2 separate regions of the Mus musculus genome follow, and region 2 is linked to region 1. The links are chromatin contacts, called in public Hi-C maps. All regions are on one chromosome and are shown on one strand. The core of a region is the stretch at or near the end of the contact, and the rest is flanking DNA. Distances in the headings are between cores, read along the strand shown. Region 1 has its middle 47 kb from the start of Pgrmc1. Region 2 holds the start of Nkrf (NF-kappaB repressing factor).

The links. Hi-C and Micro-C count contacts between places; a contact is called where the count stands out from the background.
Region 2: a Hi-C map of myocytes shows a contact between it and region 1, with 3 times the contacts expected there. The contact joins the promoter of Nkrf here to the enhancer-like site in region 1. A contact is called at or near these places in 8 of 39 promoter capture datasets (3T3-L1-derived adipocytes, the C10 cell line, HPC-7-derived erythroid cells and 4 more), 1 of 484 Hi-C or Micro-C datasets (myocytes), 1 of 115 datasets of contacts at active chromatin or transcription factors (large pre-B cells) and 1 of 9 other capture datasets (embryonic stem cells).

Annotation. Positions count from the first base shown.
Region 1 is chrX:36,548,484-36,554,653 of GRCm38.p6, reverse strand. No RefSeq gene overlaps it. Among named protein-coding and RNA genes, the nearest start is that of Pgrmc1, 47 kb to the left of the region's middle. Within about 2 kb of position 2,218, at least 113 of the 459 cell types and tissues checked have an H3K27ac peak or open chromatin away from gene starts, as enhancers often do. A contact at or near this core is called in myocytes, where this site is marked.
Region 2 is chrX:36,899,752-36,905,921 of GRCm38.p6, reverse strand. Nkrf (NF-kappaB repressing factor) reads left to right here and starts at 2,457. Exons shown (of 3, transcript NM_029891.3): 1 at 2,457-3,186. The coding sequence starts at 2,921.

The DNA.
Region 1 (6,170 bases), core at 969-3,468:
TCTGGCAGGGTGTGGGCTTTTCCCTTCCCCCTCTTCCTCAGGGCCCCCCTTTTTGTTCCCAACAGATCTCTTCAGCATTTCTTGGCTATGTTTAAGCCTATTATGAGTGAAGTTGTTTTCCTGCCTTATTTTTCAATGAGTTAACCGCTGATGTATAAAACAGCTACTTTTTTTTGTATGTTGATTTTCTGTCCTAGAGGTCCCCTCCCCCATCAAAAATAGAACTTTCATATGACCTAGGCATACCAATCTGGGTATATGTCCCCCAAGAATTGAAGTCAGCTTACTATAGAGAGATCCTGCTTTCTCATGTTTATCAGTACACTATTCACAACAGCCAAGTTATGGAATCAGTAATCAACCATTTCATTCAGGTATAAAGAATGAAATCACAACATCTGCATGAAAATGGATGGAACTGGAGGTCATCCTGTGAAATAAAAGAAGTCAGGTCCATACTAAGATGCTCTATGCTTTTTCTTATATGTAGAAACTAGGGCTAAAAAGAACCTGGAGGTAAAAGGGGCTTGCCAGGGATATACAAGAGGGAGAGGGGAGAGGGTAAGAATGACTACAAGAGGTGGAGGATATCATCAAAATACATTACACCCGTGTATAGAGATGCCATGAGATGCTTTATTTTGTACAATTAACATATGCTAACTAAAAGTGGAAAGAAGGTAAAAGCTTGACTTAATTTATTTTCTATTGCTGTCATAAAGACCAGAACCAAAAGCAACTTGGGGAGAAGAGGCTATATTTGGTTATACAACAAGGAACACCAAGGCAGGAGCTGATGCAGACGCCATGGAGGGATGCTACTTACTGGCTTGCTTGCTCAACATGGCTTGCTCAGCCTGCTCCCTTATAGAACCCAGGACCACCAGCCCAGGGATGGCACCACCCACAATGTGATGAACCCTTGTCCATCAATCACTAATTAAGAAAATGCCCCCCACAGATTTTCCCGGAGGCCAAATCTAGTATAGATATTTTTTTCAGTTGAACTTCTTTCTTCCCAGACAACTCTAGCTTGAGTCAGGTTGACAAAAAGATCTAACCAACCAGCACAGTGCTAGAGGATGCAGAGGCTTGCTGTGAAATTCTGTCTTCTGGATATGACACGCCTGTGGCACACACCAACTCCTTACATAAGACACTGGTATGCATACAAGATCAACCCAGTGATGCCAGTCAACATTCCAGCAGGCAAGAACTAATATCTCCTCAGGGAAACTAAAGAAATAAATGAAATTTCTAAAAGTTCGGAGTGTATATTATCCAAATATATTGTGTACACACATGCAATTGTTAGTAAATAAGTGAACAATACTGAAGACATAAAAAATATAATTTAAAAAAAGAGGAGGTACTGTCTGGCCTATGACTATCTACAGGTTCTTTCTTTGCACGACAATCTCTCCTTCCATGTTAACAGGCCATATCCTGCTCACTCTTTTTTGTTGTTGTTGTTTTTAAAGATTTATTTATTTATTTATTTATTTATTTATTTATTTATTTTATATGAGTAATGCTGTCATTGTCTTCAGATACACTAGAAGAGCGCATTGTATCCCATTATAGGTGGTTGTGAGCCATCATGTGGTTGCTGGGAATTGAACTCAGGACCTCTGGAAGAGCACTTAGTGCTCTTATCTGCTGAGCCATCTCTCCATGACACATCCTGCTCACTCTTTAAGCATCAGTTTTAGTTTCTTTGTTTGATGGTTCTGTAATATCGTTTCCTCTTTCTCCCCCTGATGCTGGGGACTGAACTCAGGCCCTGTACTCTCTGTGGAAGCACCACCACGCTAAACACCACTTGTCTTAAATCCTGAGTTTTATAAATGTCATCTTATGTATAACTTGGTCTCTTTCTTTTTTGGGGGAGGGGTTGTTTCAAATTGATTATTATAATTGTAATTAATTAATTGTTCATGCGATTGATTAATTGTCTTCTCATTAATTGACTAGAGTGTGAGCTCCCTAAGAGGCTGTGGCTGTGGCTGTGGAGTTCACTCTTGAATCTCTAGCCCCGCCTAAAACAGTCTATGTTTTGTAATTGCTCAGAAAAAAAAAAAAAAAAAAAGTCGAGCGGAGTAGTCCTAAAGTACTGTGCCTTTAAGGCAGGGAGGAGTTTATGGAGGGCTAGGGAATAGGGATTAGGGACCTCCACTGAAACAGCTGCCTGTCCAAGAGGCCTCTCTGCAGGCCCTTTCCTCCTTCTCCAGTCAAACCCCCTTGCCTGCTGGTGAGAGGCCTCAGAAAGGGAAAAGCTTTTAGGAGGTGCTAGGGACCCGTTTTTTGAGTCTTGTATGTCTGCTAAATGTTGGCAGTTTTTCCAGGCCACTGTTCCGACTTTCGGTTTGGCAGCAGTACTGGAAAGCATCTGTAGATTCTTGAGCAGTAAGTCTTACAGTGTGACATCTTGGGAATGAGAGACCTTTCTTAAACCTCTTCCACAAGGAGGACCCCTGCCCCTTCCCTTTGGTTTTTTTCTTCTTCTTCTTTGCTAGCCAGAACAGCACTACTGTATCTCCAGTGTCCAGCACAAGAGAGCCAGCAAATAAATCTTATTAGTGAAGGAATGACTAATGAGTGAAGCGTGATATGATCATAGAGATCCGATACGTTGACTGGAAACAGCACCCCCATGTATCCCCCCACTCCCCACCACCTCCCCACCCCTGCCTGAACAAACAGTTTTGCCTCATGCCCTCCCTGGGAGCTCTCTATCCACTCACTCTAGGGAAAAAACAAAACCAAAACCAAAGAGGATTTGTGGTCCCTGGAACCTGGGGCTAAATACAGAAAGGGCATTCATTTATTCAGGGCTAGCCCAGTGACTTCCTGACTTTAAGGGCAGGGTGTTTAAGCGCCTTCATGCAATCGTCCCACCCCTATCCAAACCTTCATGGCATGGCCTCAGAGCTCTGCTCTGTTTTCCAAGTTGGCATCCAGCAAATGATGAATACATCCAAGCAAATGGCTTTTAGTGTTCCTCTTCCAAGCGCACTTTTCATTTCCACATTCCAATTTTAACTCAGAGCTCTGGTGGGGGCAGCAGAAGAGAGACATGTGAGCCAGCAGGGCTAGGAGTGGGGCACAGAGGGCTGCCTTCTAGGGAGACCCGAATTTGGCTTTCTTCCGTCTCAGGGGGGTGGAGGTGGGGCGGGTTGTGGGGAATGTTCAAGGACATTCTGAGCCTTCAGGATACACAAGAACAACTAATTTCCCTCCTTGTTCCTTGCTGCTACTCTAAAAACAGCCTTGAAGCAAGGCCCGAGAAGGCTTCGGAGAGGGAGAAGTTTCCCCTGAGAGGCATTGCTTGCCCAGGGAGATACCCAAACCCAAACTGGTTTCTCTGTCTTTAAATAGGTTGCTGAGCCTTCAGAGTTGAGAGGGCAGGAAGCGGTCTCAAGCAGCACATCAAATCTGCCAAGCCTTTTTTTTTTTATTTTTTTTATTCTGGCAACAGCTCCCTCATTTGGGGAATAAGGGATTAGGGGAGGGAGTGAAACAGCTGCCTGTCCAAGGCCCTCTCTGCAGCTGCTTTCCTTCTTCCCCAGTCAAAGCCTCTTGCCTGCTGGTGAGAGGCCTCAGAAAGGGGAAAGCTTTTAGGAGGTGCTAGGGACCCGTTTTTCGACTCTTAAGCTCTTTCATTTTCCTGTGGAAGGAACTTGAGAGGCCTTGCTATGGAAAAAGGCTCCGGGTCAGAATAGAAGAAGGCTACATTCTGCATGTCGTAGCTTCCTTCTTTGGGCACTATTTGATGTGGGAAATGCCTGGTCCCAACTGGGTCGTGAGCTTATTTATTTTGTGAGCCCTGGGCAGGTCTCATCTGTCTAGCTGCATGCTTTGCTGGTATGGTGAGGAGCAAGGGATAGAAAAGGAGAGATAAGGGCTAGAGAGATGGCTCAGCAGTTAAGAACTCTAGCTCCTCTTCCAGAGGTCCTGAGTTCAATTCCCAGCACACACTCACATGGCAGCTACATAAAAATAAAAATTAAAAATTAAAAAGAGAGAGGATATTCATTAGTCAAGGTGAGAAATCCTTTTTCCCCTACCAGGCCTCACAAGATGTTTCTGAGTAATGTTTTGTTGTGAGGACTAACTGGAGGTGCCTATTTAATATATCAAAGCAGACCTGGTTCCAGGTTCTCCCAGCATCCTTCAGTCCCTACTTGTTCCAGGGCACTCCTGGCTTCTGTGTCCCACCGGCTACCCTAAACTTCTCCAGTTCAGGAGCTGGACTGCATTTTCCCGGCTGCCCTTCCATATAAAATGCAACCATTTTGGTTACCTAGGTCTTTAGTCTACCCTTTACTCTCCTGCCGCTCCCCGGTCCCCTTCTGCTCTCCTCACATGGTTCAGGGTCCATGTCCACTCTGGACTCTTCCAGATGTCTCTGCCCTTTTACCTACAATAAACCTTCTGTTCCACCATATGCAGGAGCAATCATTGAATGAAAAAAAAAAAAGAAATTAAAAAAGAAAGGGCATGACTGATCCTGGGTTTTGGCACCAGATGGATTAAATAATAAATAAAAATAAGTAAATATATAAAGAATGAAAGAAAGAGAGAAAGGCAAGCCATGAATGCTCCTAGGTGATATGTTTATAAAAAGATAAAGGAATATTAAGATTTGTTCTGTGGGGGTGTGGTTGAGGTATGGGAGAAGGGAATTTCTCGGCGTGCCCATGCGGAGGCATCCCTTACCCCCTGCGGGACCAGCCACAGGACTGTATAGTATAGAATAGAGTTTATTCTGGGCATGGAGGGAAATTAAGAGAGTAGTAGAGGCAGAGAAAGGCAGAGAGAGGGAGAGAGTAGAGAAGTAGAGGCCGGCCATGACCACGTAGAGAGAGGGGGAAGGGAATGGGGGGAGAGAGGGAGCAACAGGGCAAGAGGCAAGGGAGAGAAGCAGGAGTAAGAGAGAGAGAGGAGGGGGTAAACAGCCCCTTTCATAGTGGCCAGGCCTATCTGGCTGTTGCCAGGTAACTGTGGGGTGGAGGTTAGATAGAATGCTAACACTAGGTATGGTGGAGGAGAACATTTTTTATTGTAGATGAGAGAGAGAGAGAGAGAGAGAGAGAGAGAGAGAGAGAGAGAGAGAGAGCAGAGACCCAGAGATGTTTGAGAGTCCAGAGTGGACATGACACTGAGGATGATCATGTGAGGAGAGGAGGGAGGGAAGAGAGGAAAGGAGCCCAAGAGGCCAGTGTAAGGGTCTGAAAACCGCAGAAGGAAGACCCCAGACTCAGTATGCAAAGACAAAGAACCTCTGTTCTGCAGAAATATCCACATGGGGTGTGTGTGTGTGTGTGTGTGTGTGTGTGTGTGTGTGTGTGTGAACCATTCTCCAAAATGGGGGAGGGGGCTGACAAAGGCACACAGACCTTCTTATAGGGAACCAGGGGAACTCTCTAGAAGGATTAGGTAATCTCCAATGTGATTGGTAGTGGCTAAAATTAGTATATATTATAGTATATATTTGTATACATTCTTATAACTTTGGCTACTATGTTAGTTCTTCTGTATTTAGAGCGTGGGTTAGGTAAACTAAAATTTGATTGGTAGGTGCTGGGGAGGTCACAGGGGTCGGCTTCTGATTGCCTTGTGCCAGGTGGTCAGTGATCTGCATTCCTATGTCATGAATGTTTAACTACGGGATGAGGTAGGACTGCCCAGCACAGATGACCTATCCAGGGATAAGATATTTCCCCATTTTCTGTGCTTATCCCCCAGGCTGTTCTTTGGGAGAGGGTTGTATGATCTTGTTCTGGATTTTATGTTCCATTCGTGGAGCTGGTGCCTATGGCCTTCTTTTCGAAATCAGACCTGGTCATTATGTTGCCCTTCCACCAGGAGGGTAAAAAGTTTTTCATTTCAGACCAGGACAAGGGGCTGAGGTGCATATTTTACACACCAAAGCAGACGAGGCCTCCAGGTTCTTCCAGCATCCCTCAGTCCCTACCTGGAATACCCTGCCCCCAACTCTGAATTTTCCAGCCCAGGGACTGGGCTGCCCTCAGAGGCTCTTCACTATATAATTCAGACATGTTGCTTCTCCCTCTCTCCTTCCTTCTTAGGGGCAGTGAACTCGTCTGAAAGCGACTTCCCAATAAACCTGCCTTTTATATAATCTTATCTGACTCGAACTGACTCAT
Region 2 (6,170 bases), core at 1,208-3,707, 350 kb before region 1:
TGCTAATATGGGAGCCTTAAACTTAAATGCAGATCTGATCAAGATTTGTTCTGAGTGAAGAGCAAGGAGTTTTCCTTTTTTCTCAGAGTTAAAGAAAGATGTCTTCGAACTGCAATATTGACTTTGATGAGGGTTGGTAGCATAGAACATGTGATGATAGGTTTTGGGGCTGCTATAAATGAGGCTGAATAGCTCGAGAACTGAAATTTATTTCTTAAGAGTTCTAGAGGCTGGGAAGTCTAAGATCAAGACTTTAGTAGAAGTGGTTGTCTGGGGAGGAATGTTCTCTGCTCCCAAGATAGTTTCTTGTTGCTGTATCTACCAGAAGAGAGCAATATTGTATCCTCATATGGGGGAAATGCTGTGTGAAATATGTTTTTATAAAGATCTTAATCTGTCAGGAGAGAGTAGCCTAATTAACTCTTAAAGATCCTATGTCCTTTTCTGTTCTTGGTGTGTGTGTGTGTGTGTGTGTGTGTGTGTGTGTGTGTGTGTGTTTTCATTTTTTAAGATGGGGTCTCACATAGCCCAGGCTGGATTTACAGTCAGTTTGTAGCAGCAACTAGCTCCCAAATGCAGAGATTATACTTGTGTCCCTACACCTAGCTTAAGACTCCCCTCTTTTTAAGATTTATTTTGTGAGCATTAGTATTTTGCCTCCATGTATGTATGTACAACACATGCATACCTAGTACCCACAGAGGTCAGAAGAATGGTTGTAAAGCACCGTGTAGGTGTTAGGAACACAACTCCTCCTCTGTAAGAGGAACAAGTGTTCTTAACCACTGACCCATCTCTTCAGCACTAAGACCCTACCTCCTAATGCTATCACATTGGCCATTAAATTTCAGCAACTGCATTTTGAAAGGGACATAGCCATAGAAGCCTGAAATGGATCAAATTATTAAAACACAATCACCTTATGATGTAGACTCTAAGAAACTAGGATGGTGCAAAGAGAAAGACATCCATAAATCTGACTAGCCTATGGCATGCCCATGAAAGCCAGTGCAGGCATTAAGAGCAAAAAAAGGAACCCCCTGTTTTCATAGAGTGGTTATTTTATCAAGGGAATAAGAGTCAGTTGTTTTAACGTTTTTCTTTCTCAATTTTTTATTAGAAGATTTAAAAGACGCAGTGCTAACTTGTGAAAGATGTCAAGACCTAAATTAAAATGACACCATTGAGTGGAAATAGTTACATGTGTAGAAATGTGCAAAACCAGAATATAATATACGCTACAACATTAATCAGCAGTGGATATACACCTAGAAGGAAATTTGAACAGCAGTTCTCAAGAAAACATAATTAAGAATTTACAGCTTTTCGTAATAATTAGGTGTGGACCCATTCAATAATGAGTTTTGGTATTTTTAATAAAGCATAGATACTGTTATTGAGATTTAATTGTAGGGCAATTTTTCCAGTGAAGTAATTCTCTCCCTCTCATGCATCCCTTCCTGTTTTCCTAGCATCTGTCCTCCCTTACTCCCACAGACACACATAAACACAAATTAGAAGCTACATTTGTTATTCTTGTCAATCCGCAAGTTGAGCATAGATCAGAATCTGTATTCCAAGTATCCAAGAGGCCAGGCTAAGTTCGAAGCTAGCCTCCCTTTTTCGTTAAAGTTGAGGGTAATACTGCTAGTGTAAGTGTTAAATCTATGCGGGGTTCATTCTCATTACCATGGTTGCCATCTGTATAATGATTTGTCCATTATTCTGCCCAGCGGCTATTAACTAGTCTTTTGGGTCTTTAGTAAACTGAAATAAAAATACATGATGATACGCTTTGTAATCTCAACACTTGGAAGGTTCAGGCAGTAAGACAGACGTTCACGATCACTCTTAGTTGTACTGTGAGTTGGAAGGTAGCCTGGGCTGCAGTTGAAAAACAAAACCATGTGCCGTGTGTGTGTGTGTGTGTGTGTGTGTGTGTGTGTGTTTTGACTCGACAGACAATACAGAATTGTCTGTAACCATGATCAGAAAAATGTAAGAGGGTCAGCTAGAGAAGTGTTGCTGTTATTTTCTTTGCAAATGTCGCCTTTTCAACCACACTTTCACAAGCAACTCCAAAGCTGATGCTGAAAGACGCATTGTTTTTTTTTTTCAAGCTATTCTCTGAAGAGGCATCTCAGAGCTAACAGAAAAAAAACATGCCACATCCCCTTGAAACCCAAACCCCTTTCCAAGGACACAGCTAGAGCATAATGCCAGGCATCACAGCCAACTAATCACCTGAGGGCACCTTCCAGGGACTTAACGGAATCATCAAATTCTAGAACCCCACTGAAGCCCCGAGAGTCCCCTACCAGGAGTCTCCGCCCTTCTGCCAGTCAGCAGAGTGCGTCAATGAAGAGTGACGTCAGAGGAAGGGAAAAATGCCCATCGCGCGAGATTTCGCGCGGGACTTTGAAGTTGGAGACCGGTTGCGGCTCATGCGCTGTGGCCTCACAACCTCAGGGTGGCACGCGGGGAGGTAGGGTGAGAGACCCGAGCCGGGGAGCGCAGCGTGCTGGTGCTTCTCCTCCTTCTTTTCTTCTTCTTTTTATTTTTTTTTTTTATTCTTGCCGCTACTCTCTCAGTGTGTGGGTCCCAGGGTCCGCAGAGGTGCTGTGTGGCAGGGCCCAAGTCCGCTGCCTAGTGTGCCCCATATATAAGGAAGCCCTCACGTCCCCACATTAGTTGGAGCCGTGCGGCTGGCGTGGCGACAACGACCATTGACCCCCCATCCCCGTTTCTCTGTAAGCGTAGCCCCCGCCCCCCCCAGGCACATACCCCCAGCCCCCCCAGTCTCAGCCCTGAGCGTCCCTCACACACAGGTTGCCCCCCCCCAACCCCAGCCGCCTCGCTTGCCCCCGGCCAGTTGGTAGGCATCGTCCCCGGGGGCCGTCCCCACTCTGAAGCAGAGAAGATGGCTGGAGGACGTCTGTTGCTGGGGGGCGACTTCCTGTCGCCGCCGCCGCTGCCCCCCCTCCCGCCGCCGCCGCTGCCGCCCCTCCCGCCGCCCCCGCCTGAGCCAGTGCTGGAGCAGTGGCGCTATAGCCACGAAAGTGACTGGCAGTGGGCTCTGCGGCGGAGCTTCATCTGCCGGCACCTGCACAGCTATCCCGGGGCTGCCCTGGACCAGCTCCTCGCGCTCTCCGCCGCCTGGACAAACCACGTTTTCCTGGGCTGCAGGTGAGGATGGTGTTGGGAGGTTGAGTTAGGGACAGGGTGGGAGATGGGTGATGCGGGTCGGCTGAGTGATGGAGGTGAAGAACAGATGACGGATGGTGGAGTTTGGGTTATGGACAGACCAAGGCAAGGAGAGAGTCAGTAAAGGTGGTCCAGATGGGAACCGGGGCAGGATGCGGATTATGGCTTGGAGGCTTAAGATTTGAAATTTTGCTAGAGGACATGGAGACGCTTCACTAGTCGTTGCGGGGTGGGGTGGGCGATCGCGGTTGCAGGCGATGACATGACAGCCCATGAGGGCACAGAGATGCCCCTCCAGGACCAGAGATGGAGATAAAGTAGATCCTGGAAGAGGGTCATTGAGAGGTAGTCGTTGCGATTGGTGATAAAGAGCAGAACCTCAGACCCGCATAGGGGCTTCCAAGGATGCGACATCTGCAGAGGCTATTTGATGGAGCTTCCGAGGGGAAGACAAGGAACTCCGCAGTTCTAATCCTAGTCTCCAGACCACTCTCTTCTTCTACCTCCATGAAATAAAGCAACCCCCTCTCCTTGCAGCCCCCCAGCCAGGTCTTATCATCTTCTCCTGGGGAGGCGGTATGTGTCGGGTCTTTGAGCCGCAGTGTCAGACTTGCTTGTAGATTTGCGCATAATGTACTCAAACAAAGAAATGGATCTATCTGCTGGAAAGATGGATTGCCATCTTTTCACCTTAAATGGGATAGGAGGAATTAACATTTGGCCTCTGTGTGAGGTTTTAGGGCTGTATGTCTCTCTCTCTCTGTGTTTCCTCCTTTCCTAGAACCTGGTGGCTTCTGAACAGGCCTCTTGGAAAGCACTTTGCGTTCTATGGAGACTGCAGTATGGTTCCAACGCAGGTTTTTTTTTTTTTTTTTTTGAAACAGGATGTTTGGATCCGCTGTCCTTCAGAACCTCAAATTTGGCTTTATCCTAGACTAATTACTTCAGTAGACTGGAAAGATTCTTTATATTCCTGTCTAGCAGTCAGTTTGTTTTTATTAGGAAGAATGAGAAATTCTGGAAGATGATCAGATTTGGTTCAGCCAGATCAGTTCTAGGAATGACTGTAAACAATGCAGAAGAAATTGTGTACTCCTACCTTAATTGTTGAACATGGCAGCCAGTGTGAAACTTCGCTTTGCCCTATCACAGAATTTTATATTTTTCTATCTTCTCTAAGTTAACATAATTTCTACTTTTAGAGATAATGGCTATTTGCTTGGAGGAGCTGGTTGCTACTGGGAAAGTCTCAGCAATTAGTCCTCAGATAAATCTAATTTACATAATAATGTTATTCTTGCAGTAAAAAGGTACCTTTATCTTACAATCCTTGGTCTTAATACCACAGGAAGCTACAAAGTATCGAAATCTTAAAACATCTTTAATAGGGGAAAGTAACCGTCCTTTGTGTTCATAACTAAACTTACCTTCCCGCTGGAATGGAAAACTGGGAGTTGATTTTACTGTTTTTCATATTCATACCTTTGTCTTCAAGGCCTAGAAGAAACCTTACGCATTATTCTACTTTAGCATAATAGCTGCTCAGTAAATGTCTGGGGAGTGATAGATGTAAATACCTTTGTAATAGATAGCGTATTTTCAACACTTTTTATCTTATAACAACCACCCTAGGGGTTAGGAGGGAGGCATCTCCTTTTTACAGCAAAGTCAATGGAGGCCAAGAAGTTAAGTTACTATGCAAGGTCTCACAATTGTTTCCAGTCTGATTCCCTTTCCACTGAAATACAGCTGCCATGTGTGGAAATGATGGACCAGAAACAAAAGCAAGTAACTGACATAAGTCAAATCTCTAAATGCCAGGCTTACATCCTGAGAACAGCAGCTTCATGCATAACCAGGGTCTGAACACAAACCAAGCTAATAGTAGTTGGCCTTAAAGCTCAAGCACCCAGGATGTTATGGGTGGATATTGGCAAATCCTTTGTTTAGAATAGTCGTTGTGTTGCAGTATTACCTATATCACTACAACAATTACTATAAGATTATGAGATAGATGAACTGAAAAAGCAATGTTTTGTATTATATTTGATCATTAGACGTAGGAGAATGGGACGATCCCAAGAGAGCTTTGGCAGTTTGCAACTCCATGTGGTTCTCACATTAGATATCCTTGGTTAGCTCACTCTTTGGGTACATAAAATCTACATTCTCAAAGTTGGCAGCGTTCTTGTTTTGTGTTACAGACTGTTCTTCTAAATTGCAGAAACATGGTTATACAGCCCTTTGTAAACTCAAATTATTAACTTGTTGTTCAGGAGATTCCATTTGAGTAGAAACTGAGATAAGAGAAAATCTGAAATTGAGATTCAGAGTATGTTTTGTTCCTTTTGGTGATACTAACCATTTCCATGGAACAAATTTGAGTTTGTTCGTGCGCACACGCACACACACACTCGCATATGTGTGTTCATGCATGCATGTCTCTCTTTGTGTCTCTGTCTCTCTCTCTGTATATTTAATAATATGTTTATGTGGGTGAGTTCCTTGACTATAAGGCCAGGCCAGAGGTCTGCATCTCTATCACTCTCTACCTATTGTTTGAGACAACTTCACAGACTCTAATCTAAAGCTTACCAGTTAGGTTAGACTGTCTGGCCTCTGAGCCTCTGAGATCTGCCTGCATCGTCTCTACCAGCACTTGGGTTGCAGACTGTGTAGTGTGTCACCATGCTCTGGTCTTACATGTGTGTTGGGGATTAAAACTAAACTTAGGTACTTTTCTGTAGCAAGCACTGAACTACCTCCCCAGCCTTGAATATCTTCTTGACTCTATAATTGTGGGGTTTACACATACACATGCATCAAATCACCTGTTTTGGATACTGCATATGGTGGCCCAAGACTTCCATCCTAGCACTCAGGACTTGAAACTGTAGCAAGTGGGTGGTGAGTTTAGAGCTTGCCTGAACTATATAAGGATACCCTGTCTAAAAATTAACAACAAT